Regions from separate parts of the Dromaius novaehollandiae genome. Here region 2 is linked to region 1. Evidence: chromatin contacts called from public Hi-C data. All regions are on one chromosome and are shown on one strand. The core of a region is the stretch at or near the end of the contact, and the rest is flanking DNA. Distances in the headings are between cores, read along the strand shown.

Region 1 (6,795 bases), core at 1,356-3,855:
TGCATTCTTTCAAATGACATATGTTATTCCTATGAGCTATTTATTTTACATGTAAAACTTCTAAATGGGTCTTTATACTGAAACAGAACAGAGGAGGCACAGAAAGATCAGTTAATGCTACCACAGTATCATCAGCATCATTAAAACATATTAATGTAGTTTCTAATGACCTATGGTCCTACCTCCAAAAGGAGTAACTGACTACCAAAAATTCTAACGTTTTCAAACAATATAATTGATTAATATTTAGGTTCTAAAACGTCTCATTACAAACGTCTACAGTCTTAATTTTTATTGCTATCTGATCTGCCGCACCACAGACATGAATTAGCTGTAGAGTCTTATTTTATCATAAACATTTTTGTGGAAAAGAAACTTGTTTGATACACAACTTGCTAAATCCTCATAGTGAGCACAGTCCAGCTTTATTTCCGACTTGTTCGAAAGTCATTGGATGTTTGGAGAAGACAGGGCAGAGCACAGGCATATTTTACATGGCACTGCGTTTTTCCATTTTTAAAAAGATGCACCTTTTTAAACACATACAAGCCATGGAACATACCTCTAAATTCTGTCAACAGATAGTTATCTGAAAGCATCAATGGTGGCGATACGTTTAGCACCACTGATAAGACTGAAAGATGCAAACCTTTGTCATCCTCCTTCAGGCACACATCACAAGCTTCAATAATCTGTGCCAAGTCAACATGAAGTCCACCTTCAGAGTTCTCTTCAGAGATTTCAGCTCCTTTAGATTTCAAGTAAGCTCGAAGTTCTGCAGCCTTAAAAACATATAAATAAAGACAGTGAACAGCAAAGTCAGAAAAATTTATTTCTTATGGATTTCTTTCTGCAGTTATTCCTCTTTCCTCTGCTCCTGACCCACATTAGCTCCATTTCCCCCTACCACACTGTATCCTACAATGCTCCCTCTCTCCCATGAACACATCACCTAAATACCACCTAGGTGTAAGATGCAGCCCATGCGAGAGCTGTTTGGCCAGTGACTGAATAAATCATATAACTTGGGTTTTCTCACAGTAGGAATGCATCACAACTGCTGGACAGAGGACTGCAGCCCTCATAAGTTTTTGTGACAAAGATGTTTTCTTCTTAAGAATTCTTGTCTTCAAGACTTGTACTCCCTTTGACAATGTAAGTTAAATAATAAAACCATCTAGTTGTGTATTCTACAGAAAACACAAAGGATATACACAGAACTACCTTAGGGAAGGCAGAACTTTCAGTCTTCACCCAAGTTACAGGCAGTTTCCAATACCGATGACCTGCTTTATCAGACAGTAAGAAGATACCTTTTCCACAATGACAGGCCTATGCACTAACTTCACAATCCATGGTTTCAAAAGCAGAACCGTAACTCTTCAGAGTCAGCGTTTATAAGGCCATACAACTTCTGACACAAGGAAGTCTGACCTAGATGCTACGGTGATTCAAGATGTAATTTACATCAAGTTCAGTGTCAAGCCAACACAGTACCATAAGACGTAACTAAATGCTCTAGGATCCTTTGCGATCCTGAAGATGCTTCAGACTAACTACTTGACGAGCATTTACTAGACACTAGAGCAAGCAAAAACTGGACTGAAAAATAATATTTCTGACACGTGTTCCTGGTAGGTTTCAAATTATGTATGTAACAGACATGAAGAATAACAAATGCTAAAATTCAAAGACAGAACAAAGCAACAGCTCATAGATAAAATGAACTATTTCCATGACTCTTATTTAAACATCAAGAAGCCCACAAAAACAAGAGGCGTAAATAATGCTCTAGGAAGCATCCGAACCAGCTTTCTTTCCTAAAAAAGTACTGCTGAGGAAGAAGGAAGACAAAACATTAGCGAGGGTGATTTTTTAAAGAAAAATCGTGAACACACGTTTGCCTTTACATTCACAGTTTCTTCAATTCGCACGCTAAAATCCCTAGCAAATACTGCAAACGCATTTGCGCAGATCCACGCTAGCTGCGGCACGACCGTGATGGCCTTCGGCGAACCCCGCTCGCAGCGCTCCGGGCCCGCTAAGGGCTGCAGCACCGGCCAGCGGAGGCCTGAGCGCCCCCCGCCCGGCGACGGCTCCCACCGCCCCGCCCGCGACTCGCAGCACAGCGCAGCCTTTGCCACCGCCCCTTCCCGGAGGGCCGGCGCCGGCGGGGCCGCACGCCGCCCCTCGCCGCCACGCAGCCCGGCAGCGAGCATCGCCCCCGGCTCCTGCCGGCCAAGGGCAGGGCCGCCGCGCTCGGGAGGCGCCGGGCGCCAACGGCCGCGGCGCCAACGGCTACCAGGCCAACGGCCACGCCGCCAACGGCTGGGGGCCAAAGGACTCCCTCCCGCCCGCCCGCCCCAGGGAACTGGCGATCACCCCCCTCCCCGTCCCTCAGTCGGCCACCGCGGCCCGCGCGCCCTCCTCCCCGCCGCCCCTGGCTGCTGACCTGATCCTCCTCCGTAATGTCGATAAACGCCGGGACGCTCATGGCGGCGCAGACTCCCGCGACCGGCCCGAGCACGCCGCCCGCACCGGAAGCGCCGAGCGGCTTCCGCTGGCATGTGACGCCACTTCCGCTTCCGGAGTGTGTGTGGGAGGGGAGGAGCGGGCTGGCGCTGGCGCTGGCCCCCGCCCCTTCCCCCACTTTCCCCCGCCTCGCGCCGTTGGGAGCGACCGTTGGCGCTGAGGTGGCAGCGACCGTTGGCGCTGAGGCGGCGGTCCGTGAGCGGCCATGTGCCCGGCCCCGAGCTCCCGCCGGGACCCGGCGGAGGAGCTGACCGGCGAGTTGCTGCCCCTGGTCAGTGCTGGCCGCCTCATTGCCTGGGGTACCCGGCCTGCAGCAGTCTGCCCCCAAAGCTCCGCCTGTCCCGGGGGTCACCCTGTTCCCGGAGCGGTTCCCCCCGGCCTGGCAGCCTGCAGCGGGCCCGTTGTTGCCTGCGGGGTGCGCCCCTAGGCGAGGTGGGTGTGGTAAAGGGCCCAAGTGCTGCGCGCCCTGCCCGCAGATAAGAGTAGCTGGCCATCTTTAGTAAGGTATTCTGACATACATCTGTGTCCGTATGCGATAGGTGTCCATAATGACAGAATTATTATGATGTGGAAAGAATTAGAGTTTTTTTCTCTCTCAATCTAGAAGATTATTTGCTACTTTGTTGCTGTTAGACATGTAAGTTCTTACCTAGTCCTTTTTTACTGGAAGAGTTTAAATAATAGGCTTACTTTAGGTATGTTGGGAGTGAAACCTGATAAGAGAAAGGACAGGATTTTCCTAATCAGATGCTTAGTTTGTTCTTAAAATCACCTTAGCTTATATTCCAATTAAAAGTAACAAATAATGACTTGCTGATACCAATGCGTTGCATGCTTTTTCAGTTAAAGATTAAGAAATTTCCCATTTAACCAGTCTGTCGGACCAAGAGGGACATAGCTTGACTTTCCTGATATTTCAAAGGTTAAAATAAAGGCCAGAAAGAAAATACAGGGGAAACCCCAAGGAAGCTTCTATTTCCCTGTTGCTTATAAGTATTCACTGGTTATAGACATTTAGAAAACACTGGGACACATTCACAACTAATTGGATGAAGTATTTTTAAAGACTTGTTTAGTAAGATCTGGAGGGTTTTGAAAGGAGGGTCAGTGGATGGCTTATTATTGCTACATAATAGTGCTGGCTAGAAAGTAATTTAAAAGCTTTTTATTACTCTAGAAGTTGTTGAGTAATTCAAGATAAACTTGTTTAGAGAAATATAATCTCACAACCAGTAATGGAATTCTAAAATGCCAGGAAAAGGGAGCTGAGATGATTACTCTTTTAATGAGAATTTTGAGGTTGGTACTACAGCGCTATGCTTTGTGTTTACATTAGAATGTGTGAATCATCTTGCTGATACAGATGTTTTGTAAAGTCATGTCCCTGATATAAAATAACTGAATGAGATATAGCTCACAGGGACTGGAGATAGTGTTTTATGCTTCAAGAGTTTAAATAATCTGCAGTATGAAAATAGGTATACTGATTTATTCATCATACCATCAAGTGCCTTTGCAGTGTTAGCACTGTTAAGCCAAAGGGGCTGTTGCTTTGCTGTCAGTGAAACATTCACCTAGCCCCCATTTTACAAATGAAATTTTAGCAATAAATGTGGAAACACAAATAAAACGGGGCCTTACTATCACTGTTTGGTGTTCTCAATGGTTTGTATTTAGAAACTTCGGAGACTCTTTAATATTAATGGCAGCCTTTGAGTTTTCGGAGAGGTTTGTAACTCTTGTGCCAATATGTATAAGGTAATTAAGAAAAACTATCAATTGATGATGAACTCTAGGGATGTATAGACTAAAGAATGCCACTGCAGAAAGCTGCTGTGCTTTTAAAGGAGCAGATGCTGCTTTTGTCATCCTGGAAATTCCCTATGAGAATTTTTCATTCCCCAGTAAAATGAATCTTGATGTATTCAAATGCACTGATGGGGGTGGGGGGGGGAGGTTCTACCCCTCCTGCAAAATGCTGGATGAACTTAATTGTGCCTTGGGATTACTTATTTGAAGGAATCAAAGTCAAATATGAAGTCTAGAGGAATATTAGGAGGTTATAGGCCAGCATTTGCATCAGTTGCCAAAAAAAGCTGAGGATTTTACACGTCTGGATCACGACTAACGACGTATTTGGATCATGACACATTACGTGATTCTGTCCGTAACCTGTTTTTGTTCCAGCCCATGAAACATTTTAGGAAGTGCTTCTAATATAGGTTTTACATAAAATATGTAGAAAATATTGAAAGCATTATAAGTTTCAACCTTTTTTTAATAAAGTAGTCACCTTATTATCATTGTGCCCACCATATATTTCAGAGATAAAATCTAAATTACATAAATTCCTTAAGTTAATAGCACTTCTGTCTACAAATCTCCAGTTTTTTTCATTTTTTTCCTTACAAATCCATACCTGGCTAAATAATAACTAGACTTAAACTTGTTAGAGCAGAGGTAGCGCCTACTTCTAAGTTTCTATAGCACTGAGCACAATGAACCTGATAAAGGCTCAAACTGCCTTTATTAAACTTTATGACTCAGATAGCTTTACATATACATGCTTGTTTTATTTTTGAATAATGGTTCCGCTTTTAGGTTTTTTATCATCCGAATCCTAGCCAATTAATTTATTCTAGTTTTGGCATATTTTTGAAATAATAACCCCATTGTAACTGATAAGGTACCTTTAACAAAATTGTTTTTCAAACAGTATATTTTAATGTACATTTATATACATATATGTATATCTTTATAATACCAAATACTTTAAAAACTACTATCATCAATTGAAGTTTTGAAATTTATAAATGGGAGTCTTCTTTGTGCACCTAATCTGAAATGGGGTCTGATTTTCAGAGGATGGATGCTTAGTACTTTTAAAATGATGATGGCTTTCATTTAGTACTACTGAATGCAATCCTGTGAGGACAAAGGACAGCCTGGCGTTCAGCACACTGGGTAGCAGGAATAGGGATACATCATATATTTGATTTGCCACAGATCTTTAGAAAACAATTCAGGCACAATGTGTTTGTAGCCAAAGTATGTTTAGTGATAGTCTGTATTCTAGGATATCGTGCCCGGTTATAAGCTGCCAGTCTCACAGGCCTGGAGCTTTACCAGGTATTATTCTAAATATACAAAAATAAAATAACCATTGATCACACAGAGTAGACAGGACATGACTTTAAAGAGCTTTGCTGAAATAGCCACATATGGTATGTTGCATGATACTTTATTTGTCCCAAAAGAGTTAAGATGATAGATGGTAGCTGGGATTTGAACTTGTGCATCAGGAAGTCCATTTTGAATATAAAAGGGACAGTGAAACTACCACGTAAAGAGGATGTAGTGGAAGAATGTGTGTCGGTTTTATTGAAATGATGACATCCCTGTAGAAACAAGGCAATTGTTTATAATCCTGTCTGCAATTAATGAAGCCTGTTCAGAAACCTGGGGCAGATGGAGTTAATGCTCTGGCAAGGGAGCCGGAGATGCTTGCAGGGGCTGCCAGGCTTGCAGTGGAGCCCAGGGCACCTGCCAGGCTGCAGTGGAGCGCAGGGCCAGCCAGGGCCCTGGAGCAGGCAGGTCTTCAGGGTGGAGCGGGAACAGCACCCACCCGCAGAGAGGGAACGCAAATGAGGTCACTCCGATTTCAGAAACAGCTACTCTGTGTGTGTATGTGTGCATGGGCGTACACACACACACACACGCGCTAATTCTTGGCTTCCAATTCTTCTTGCAAGGGAAAAGAGGGGTTGTGACTGGCACCCACTGTAAGCTGGGTTTTCTGTTTGTTTGTTTGTTTCTAGTAGGCAGACCAGAGAGAAAGAGAGAGAGAGTCTGAAGAAGGAGTGATAGTCTGTCCTGCATGCTTTGAACATAGTGATGGAAGGAAACAAAGTTCTTCAGGTGACATATCTTAAAAAGTAGTCTTTATGCAGGCAAATAGCTCTCTGAGATAAACAGGCAGCTTTTGAAAATGAAGGTTTTAGGATTGGATTCTAGAAACTGATCCTCTTCCATTAAAAAATGGACAAAAGGAATCTTCAATATAGAAGAGAAGCACAGATTCTGTGATGGCATGTTTTTCCTTGTTCAGTTTTTGGGTTTTTTTTTTAATAATTCTGTATCTGTAGTGGTGAGGAGATGAAAGCTGAGTTGGCCCTCTGAAGCACTGGGTAAGAATAACTGCTTTCTGTAAAAACTGGTCAATAACATAATTATAGACACACTCTTTCATCCCTGGTGGAGTAT
Region 2 (6,795 bases), core at 2,925-5,424, 90 kb before region 1:
AAGTCAGTGGGAGTTTTGCCATTCTCTTCAGTGAGAACAGGATTGAGTTTGAAATGCATAAGATCTGGGAACTGAACATCCAGCTAAGTATCTGTGTAAATAAAAGGCCAATTGCAGTGAAAAGTGAAAATCACTGACTTTTTTTTTATGAACAGATAGTATATTCCAGTTGTATATTTCAATTAGTAATATAGTTGTCCTTAATACAGCAGTGAAGACCTGTGGGGACCTACTGCTTCATAACTACTCCAGTAGCTTAAGCCTTATGTGTATTTACTGAGGATTTTTTTTCTGTAATATTTCTATAAAGATCCATTTGCAGCACTTAGAAACAACAGCACTCTGACCCTTGGGTCTGGTAAGTGTGGAAACTGGTAAAGTTAATGAGCACTCACTTGGTAACGGATTGGAAACAACAAGATCACATGGCCACTGTTTCCAGTAGTGACTGTAGCTGACAGTGCCGAGGTCAGTTAAAATGGGAGGAGGAGAAAGCATTCAGGGTTGTTTGTGTAACTGCACATTTTAAATATTATTAGAATCAGGCTTTCTAAGAAAAATCCTTTGTGACCTTCTGTGGACAAAATAGGCTATCCAAGAAAAAGTTTTGGATGAAAAATTATTTGGGCTGAGTAAGGAGAGGAGAATATAGCTCTAATCATCGTAATTCTGCTAGTCTTTTTCATGCCAAACAGATGTTCTTTTGGGTATCATATTTAAAAAAAATCATCTTTCTGAATTTGAGTGGTTTGGATATGATGATTTGCTATGAAATATTTCCTTTGTTACATGTGTTCAGAGAAAGCTGGACTGTTTATCTCCCAGAAGTGAAACCACCTTCTCCTTTGTGTGCGTTTTGACTAGTGGTTAAGTCAGAGTAATTTTGCTATGGTTTAAACAAAGTCAAATAGAAAAATCAAATTCATTGCCACCCCAAAAAAACTCTTTTGGGGAAAATAGCACAAACTTAAGGAAAAATACTTGTACATTTCAGCAGTATGTAGTAGCTTGTATGAGATGCAATACCAACAACTTAAATTGTAGAATTAAGTGGAAGTCTGAATGTCCGGGGAAAAAATATGTTCCAGACTCTTTAGGAGGCATGGGGAAATGGGGACGTAACTGGCATGTCTCTTATGTATATGTGTATGCAGGTAGTACAGAGGAAATAGCAAAGAGGGAAATGAATGTAAATACATACTGAAGAATGTGGAGCAGTGAGGCAAGAACATTTGGATGTGAGAGAAAGAAATGCTCACTGTAGCCAGAGGTGAGCCACAGGGTCCCACTAAAGTGGACCCTCCCAAGTCAGACTGGGGGATGGGACAAGAACAGGAAAAGACAGATGATGCTTTATCTAGGCAATTCATGCATGATACTGTTATCTTAATGTATGACAATTGGAATTAAAGATTTAGAAAAATGTACAGAATAATCCTATGAAGATAGTTAAGTTTAAAAGGTCCAATAGTTAATTTAGGATGAAATATAGTACAGGTTATGAATTTAATTTATATAAGTATCACTAATCAAATATTTTAAATTTAGTAATTTTTGTGTTAAGACATTAAAACATGTTGAGAAATGGAAGTTCATATCTTAGAAAATAAAACAAACAGTGAATTCAGGTGCCTCTATGTAAGGAAACAAGGAAAAAAGCATCAAATAGGTCTTTAAATGTTTAATCTTTTTTGAGATTCCATTCACTTTAAATGTGAATTTATGCATAGTTTCACTAGAGGGCAGAGTTAAGACTTTTTGGATGTGTTAGCTGCATTTTCACATTAGTGTGTTGATGATTCTAAGTGACTATGTTAAGCCTAAAGACGTATTTCGGCTTTAAACATCCTTGCTCCTTTTCCATCTTTCTTTGGGGGGAGTTTTATTTAAGGATTGAAGAAGTCATATTTGACAAAGAGGAAAGGGTTTGGAAACATAGCTCATTTTGGGAAAGATTTAAATTGCAGACTAAAAAGGATTAAGAATCAGTGTCCTAATCTTGTGCATTGCTAAGAATGCAATTAACTATATTAGCAAAACTCTTGAATATTAGGGCTCTTTGTAAAAAACAAACAAAAAAAACCCCCTGTGTATTATGTGTGAGCTCCCAAACAAATAATATTTATTAATATATACATTTAATTCCCTTTGAAGACTATGAGAGCTTGGCATTATTGGTGGCATTTTATTTTCTTCCAAATGACTGTTTGCAAAGTCTATTCCGTCCAAGATCTCAGAACTACTTACAAATATCTATTCATTGTCTAGCAACTGGCATATTAAATTTAATTTGAAGTAGTTATTTCAAGTGTAGGAGAAATCATTTCTAAACAAAACCCGCAGTCCATTTACTTCTCCCTAGCCCTGTCTGTTTATTTTTTGGATGACCTTTTCTCGTGAAATTGATGAAGTGAAGGTTTCTAACACCAGAGCAACAAGAAGAGTGTTGCTGAAACTTCCTAGCGTAGGAAGAGAAAGCACGCCAGCACCTTTGCTATTTTTGTATCTATGTCCTCGTTTATGCCCTTCCAGTGTTTGCAGCGCCTGGGGCCGGCGCGAAACCCTTTACTTCAGCCCCCTGCCTGGGGCAGCCGGTTGTCCCCGCAGAGCTGCCGGCGGGGAGCGCGGAGCAGCCCCGCGGGCGGCGGCCGGCGGCGGGGCCGGCGAGCTCCCAGGTGCCGGGAGGGCCCGGCTGAGGGGCCCCGCGCCCCTTTCCCTGAGCGCCCCGTGCTGCCTCTCGGTGCCGCGCAAATGGCGCCGGCCGAGCCGCGAGCGCCGCGCGGGGGCGGCGCGGGGAGGCGGCGCGCGGGCGGCGGTTGGCGCTGGCCGTTGGAAGTGGCGGGAAGGCGGCGGGGAGGAAGGGGGCCACGGCCTGGGCCTCGGCCCCGGGCTAAGCGGGGGCGCCCGGCCTTGGGGTGGTGTCTCCTGGGTGGTCGGAAGCCATCGTGCTGCCATGGGTCAGGGAGCTGCGAGGGTGGCTGGCTCGGCTGGAGAATGAGCCAGGTCCTCTCCAGTAGAGGGGAGGGAAGTAAGTATTAAAAAAGCAGTTTTGCGGCTATTCTGTGGAAGGCCACAGCACTGTTAATAATCTTGGGCCTTTCCCCAAGACAGTTGTGTCTGTCCCCCTTTTTCATCATGTAGGACGTAGTCTTACTATCTTCCCTACAGATTTGTTTATGCAACATCCCATCCAGAGCTTGGGATAATTCCTTACAATTCTGTCTGGGCTGCTGCTGGGCTACTTTCAGCATAAGAAGAACAATTTAGCCTGCATGCTAAAGGTCTGTGAGGAAAAATGTTAATATCTGGTGCATCTTTTCTGTCGGTGCCATGCTGTACAAATCTGTGTTCTGAATCTAACTGGGCAAGAAGTGCAGGACGGCTTTGTTTCTCTTACTTTTCCAACATGTTGCTCCTTGCACTTGTGTGTATTCCTTCACTTAATTTGTTTGATGCTTACTGCGTTACTTGTGTGTGAGTTTCTGTGTGTTTCGGGCTACAGGTAACTACAATTCAGTGTTCCTGATTTGAGACTTGTGTATCTTTTCTGGTTTAGTTTATTCTGACACCTCAGTGCCAATTGCGTATCGCTGTGCCCATGGTGATAATTCTTTTCGCTGAAAGACTAGCTAAAGGTGCAGGCAACAGTAGAGTGATTCAAGTTAGGAAATTTATCCTCAATAGGAAGGTTTTATTCTTCATGCCTTTAATCTGGGAAGGGGAATTTGAATAAATATGTAGGTAGGCCACGCATATTTACTGAGTATTTCTAGTAAAACCTTTGATGCACCGTCTCTGGTGTATGTGGTAAGGGCTAGAATGGGGGGGGGGGCCTCTAAAAATACTGCCTTAAGTATAATTATGTGTAACCTCAAAGCTTGTTATTTTGATTTCTCATGCCTTCTGTATTCAAGATTTTTATCTCAGTGTCATTCAATTATGGTATTGTATCTTTAGAGTAACATCTTTCACAAAATATTTCTGCCTTCTGTTTTAAAAAATCTCCCAAAGACTGTAATAGCTAATTTCACATTAGATTGGGTTACCAAAGGAGGAAGGAGCCTTCCTCTCTTTTCTGAAAAGTCTCTGCTGCTCTAGAGTTGTGGGGATGCTGTGGCTTGGGAGGAGTTACACCACCAGTTTCCTGTTACAACCCACTTGCTTAACTTCCCCTTCTGACCTCCCCCCTTTGGGAGCTGTTCCAAAGCTGGTGCTGGAGCAACTTTATTGTACTAGCCTGTAGTAGGATGTACAGATATAGGATTAGGTAATTTTTCTAATGATGACATGGGAATCTTTTCACTGATATCAGCATTCTCTGTGATGCTCAGGAAGCACAGAAACAATTTTCACATTTTATTATACCTCATTGTCCTAATCTTTTGGACTAGATTTAGCTGAGAGACCAACTTATTTCCCTTCATGAGACCATCATGTAGGAAACAGCACAGCTTGTCATGGTTCTGAATGATTCTTCCATAGCAGACAGCTTTCTTTAGCTGATAATTTTCCTTTTGAAGCTTTACAGTGGGGGTCTCAAAAAGTTTAATGATAATGTTAGGGCGGTTGTGCCTGGGCAAGGTTTGTAGAGAAAAGTAGCACATTTTGTCAAACAAATTGGGGGAGGGGGGAGAACCCCAGACCCAAAGACCAACAGCCTTCGGGCAAATAAGCTCTGATTATAAAATAGAAGAATCCCCAAATGTATGGAAAGGAGTTAAGTGCTGCCTGAAATAGTAGAGAACTGCACTTGAGGCCACAGGAGATTCCTTCCACTCCTTCTGCTTCCATGTCCCTAGTCTTTTGGACTAGATTCAGATGAGAGACCAATTTGTTTCCCTGAATGAGACTGTCATGTAGGAAACACCATAGCTTGTTGTCGCTCTGAATGATGCTTCCATAGCAGACAGCTTTTTTGAGTTGGTAAGACTAAGTTTTGCAAAACCTTAGATTTCTCACGAGTGTGGGTTTTTTGGAATGTTACACATTGTAAATTCATTTAGTGTTATATTATTTTGGACTGATCCCTTACTTGAAGGTATTGAGTCCAATTATTTTTGTGATAAGTATTGTTTTACCTGTTAACCAAGGATTATATATTTGACAGTCCATCTGTGATGGATGTAGCTAAGGTAAGAGTGCCCTTTTGCCTTTCTAAGGAATTGTTTTCTAAGATGACATATAACAAAGGGGGAAGGGGAAGGGTTTTGTGATCTCTGCCTGTTTTAGGGACTTAAATTCCAGACATTGTCCTGAATTAAGACATTTTGAATTCTAAAAAGTAGATGGACCTGAAATCTATTTTGGCTATGCAGTGATACAAAATTATTATAGAACAGTCAAATACCTTCTAGTTGGGGAAATTCTTTCAAGTTAGATTTGGGGAATTTAACCCACAGTTTCAAAATTTAATTCTAAATGATAACAGAAATGAAAGATATGATACTTACTTTCTTTACGCTTGGTATAGTTATTTCACAACTATAATTATAAGTAAGTAGTAACTGCCAAATCAGAATACTATCGGAATGCATCTGCTCTTTTTGTAGAAAATAATGATATGTAGCAAATCAGTTTTTAGAGTTTTAGGAGGGCCTGAAGCTGATTCAGATGACAGATGACTGAGTCATTAACTCCATACTTCTAACCCTTCAGCTGCTGCTTGTTTCGTGTTGCTACAGTAGTCTTACGGGATGAGGAAGTTAGAGCTCTCATTGCTTCTGATACCATAGTCCAGGCACAAACATTTTTTTAAGGAATAATTTAATTTTGGTTGTTGTCCCTAAACATAATACTGTGCATAAAGTATCAGGACACTGTAGTTATTAGGATGTCGACTAGGTGGCAGTATGGTGTTTAAAACGAATGTAATTTGCTTTGAATCACTGTGCAAGCCGAACAGATGAGGTAGTTGTATTGCATTTCTGTAAAAACAAAAAAACCCCCCAAAAAAACCAAGAAAACCCAACTTCTAGGGTTTGTCTATATCTATAAAATTTGGAGAGATCTTAGGTTCTATTAATCCCTTGAACAGTGAATTCCTCTCACTAATCATTAAAAAGAGTTCAAACAAATCTTGAAAAATATTAGGAATGAAAGGTTAGGGAGAGGAGGAGAATTTAATCCTATATACACCAATGTGTTGCAAGCACATACACATCTTAGTTTTAACTAGATTCCTTTCCTTTCCCCCCCCCCGAATGAGCTGATATTTTTCCCTGCTAATTTGTTCATAATCACTTTACTTGTGCTTGAAAAATCTTATGTTGTCTGTGATCTTACCATAGTATTGTCCTTTAAAAGATAGATACAATATACTCTATAATTGTTTTTGATTACAGAACATTAGGATCCTGAAAATGCATTTCTGTGTTTATTAGATGTACTACACTAGCTTATATAACATGTAAATTTTAAATCACCTGTTTTTTTGAAAATGCCTAGGCTGGCTAGCTTTCAAGAGATGATATAGTGTCATCAAAAGAATTCAAACTGCTGAAGGGGCCCTCTTGTAAAGGAAAAAAAATGTGCAGATCCCAAGCAATTTAGTACTTGGACAAGCAGTTGCAATCTATTAATGTTCATCTAGAATTCAACAGGTAACCAATAAACATTTTAGGGTGCCTGACAAAATATGCTTAAAAACTTCATTCTTGAAGTTAAATTTACTACAGCTCCATACTTAGAATGAAGTAGCTCTTTACTGGATTCTGGTCTAAAAAGCTAAATTGGAACACTTTGATTGCTTGAAACACCTATCATCCCAGAAAAATCCAGTATTGCAGGTGGAATAAA

What was found. A called contact is a pair of places that touch in the nucleus more often than the background predicts.
Region 2: a Hi-C map of brain shows a contact between it and region 1, with 2.1 times the contacts expected there. The contact joins the enhancer-like site here to the promoter of EIF3M in region 1. A contact is called at or near these places in 2 of 4 Hi-C or Micro-C datasets (brain and liver).

Annotation. Positions count from the first base shown.
Region 1 is chr5:57,941,537-57,948,331 of bDroNov1.hap1, reverse strand. It overlaps EIF3M (eukaryotic translation initiation factor 3 subunit M), which reads right to left and starts at 2,605. Exons shown (of 11, transcript XM_026121914.2): 1 at 2,453-2,605; 2 at 563-782. The coding sequence starts at 2,494. WT1 (WT1 transcription factor) reads left to right here and starts at 2,608. Exons shown (of 12, transcript XM_064512923.1): 1 at 2,608-2,803.
Region 2 is chr5:58,032,695-58,039,489 of bDroNov1.hap1, reverse strand. The region is part of intron 1 of CCDC73 (coiled-coil domain containing 73); the gene reads left to right. Among named protein-coding and RNA genes, the nearest start is that of PRRG4, 18 kb to the left of the region's middle. Within about 2 kb of position 4,174, at least 1 of the 2 cell types and tissues checked has open chromatin away from gene starts, as enhancers often do.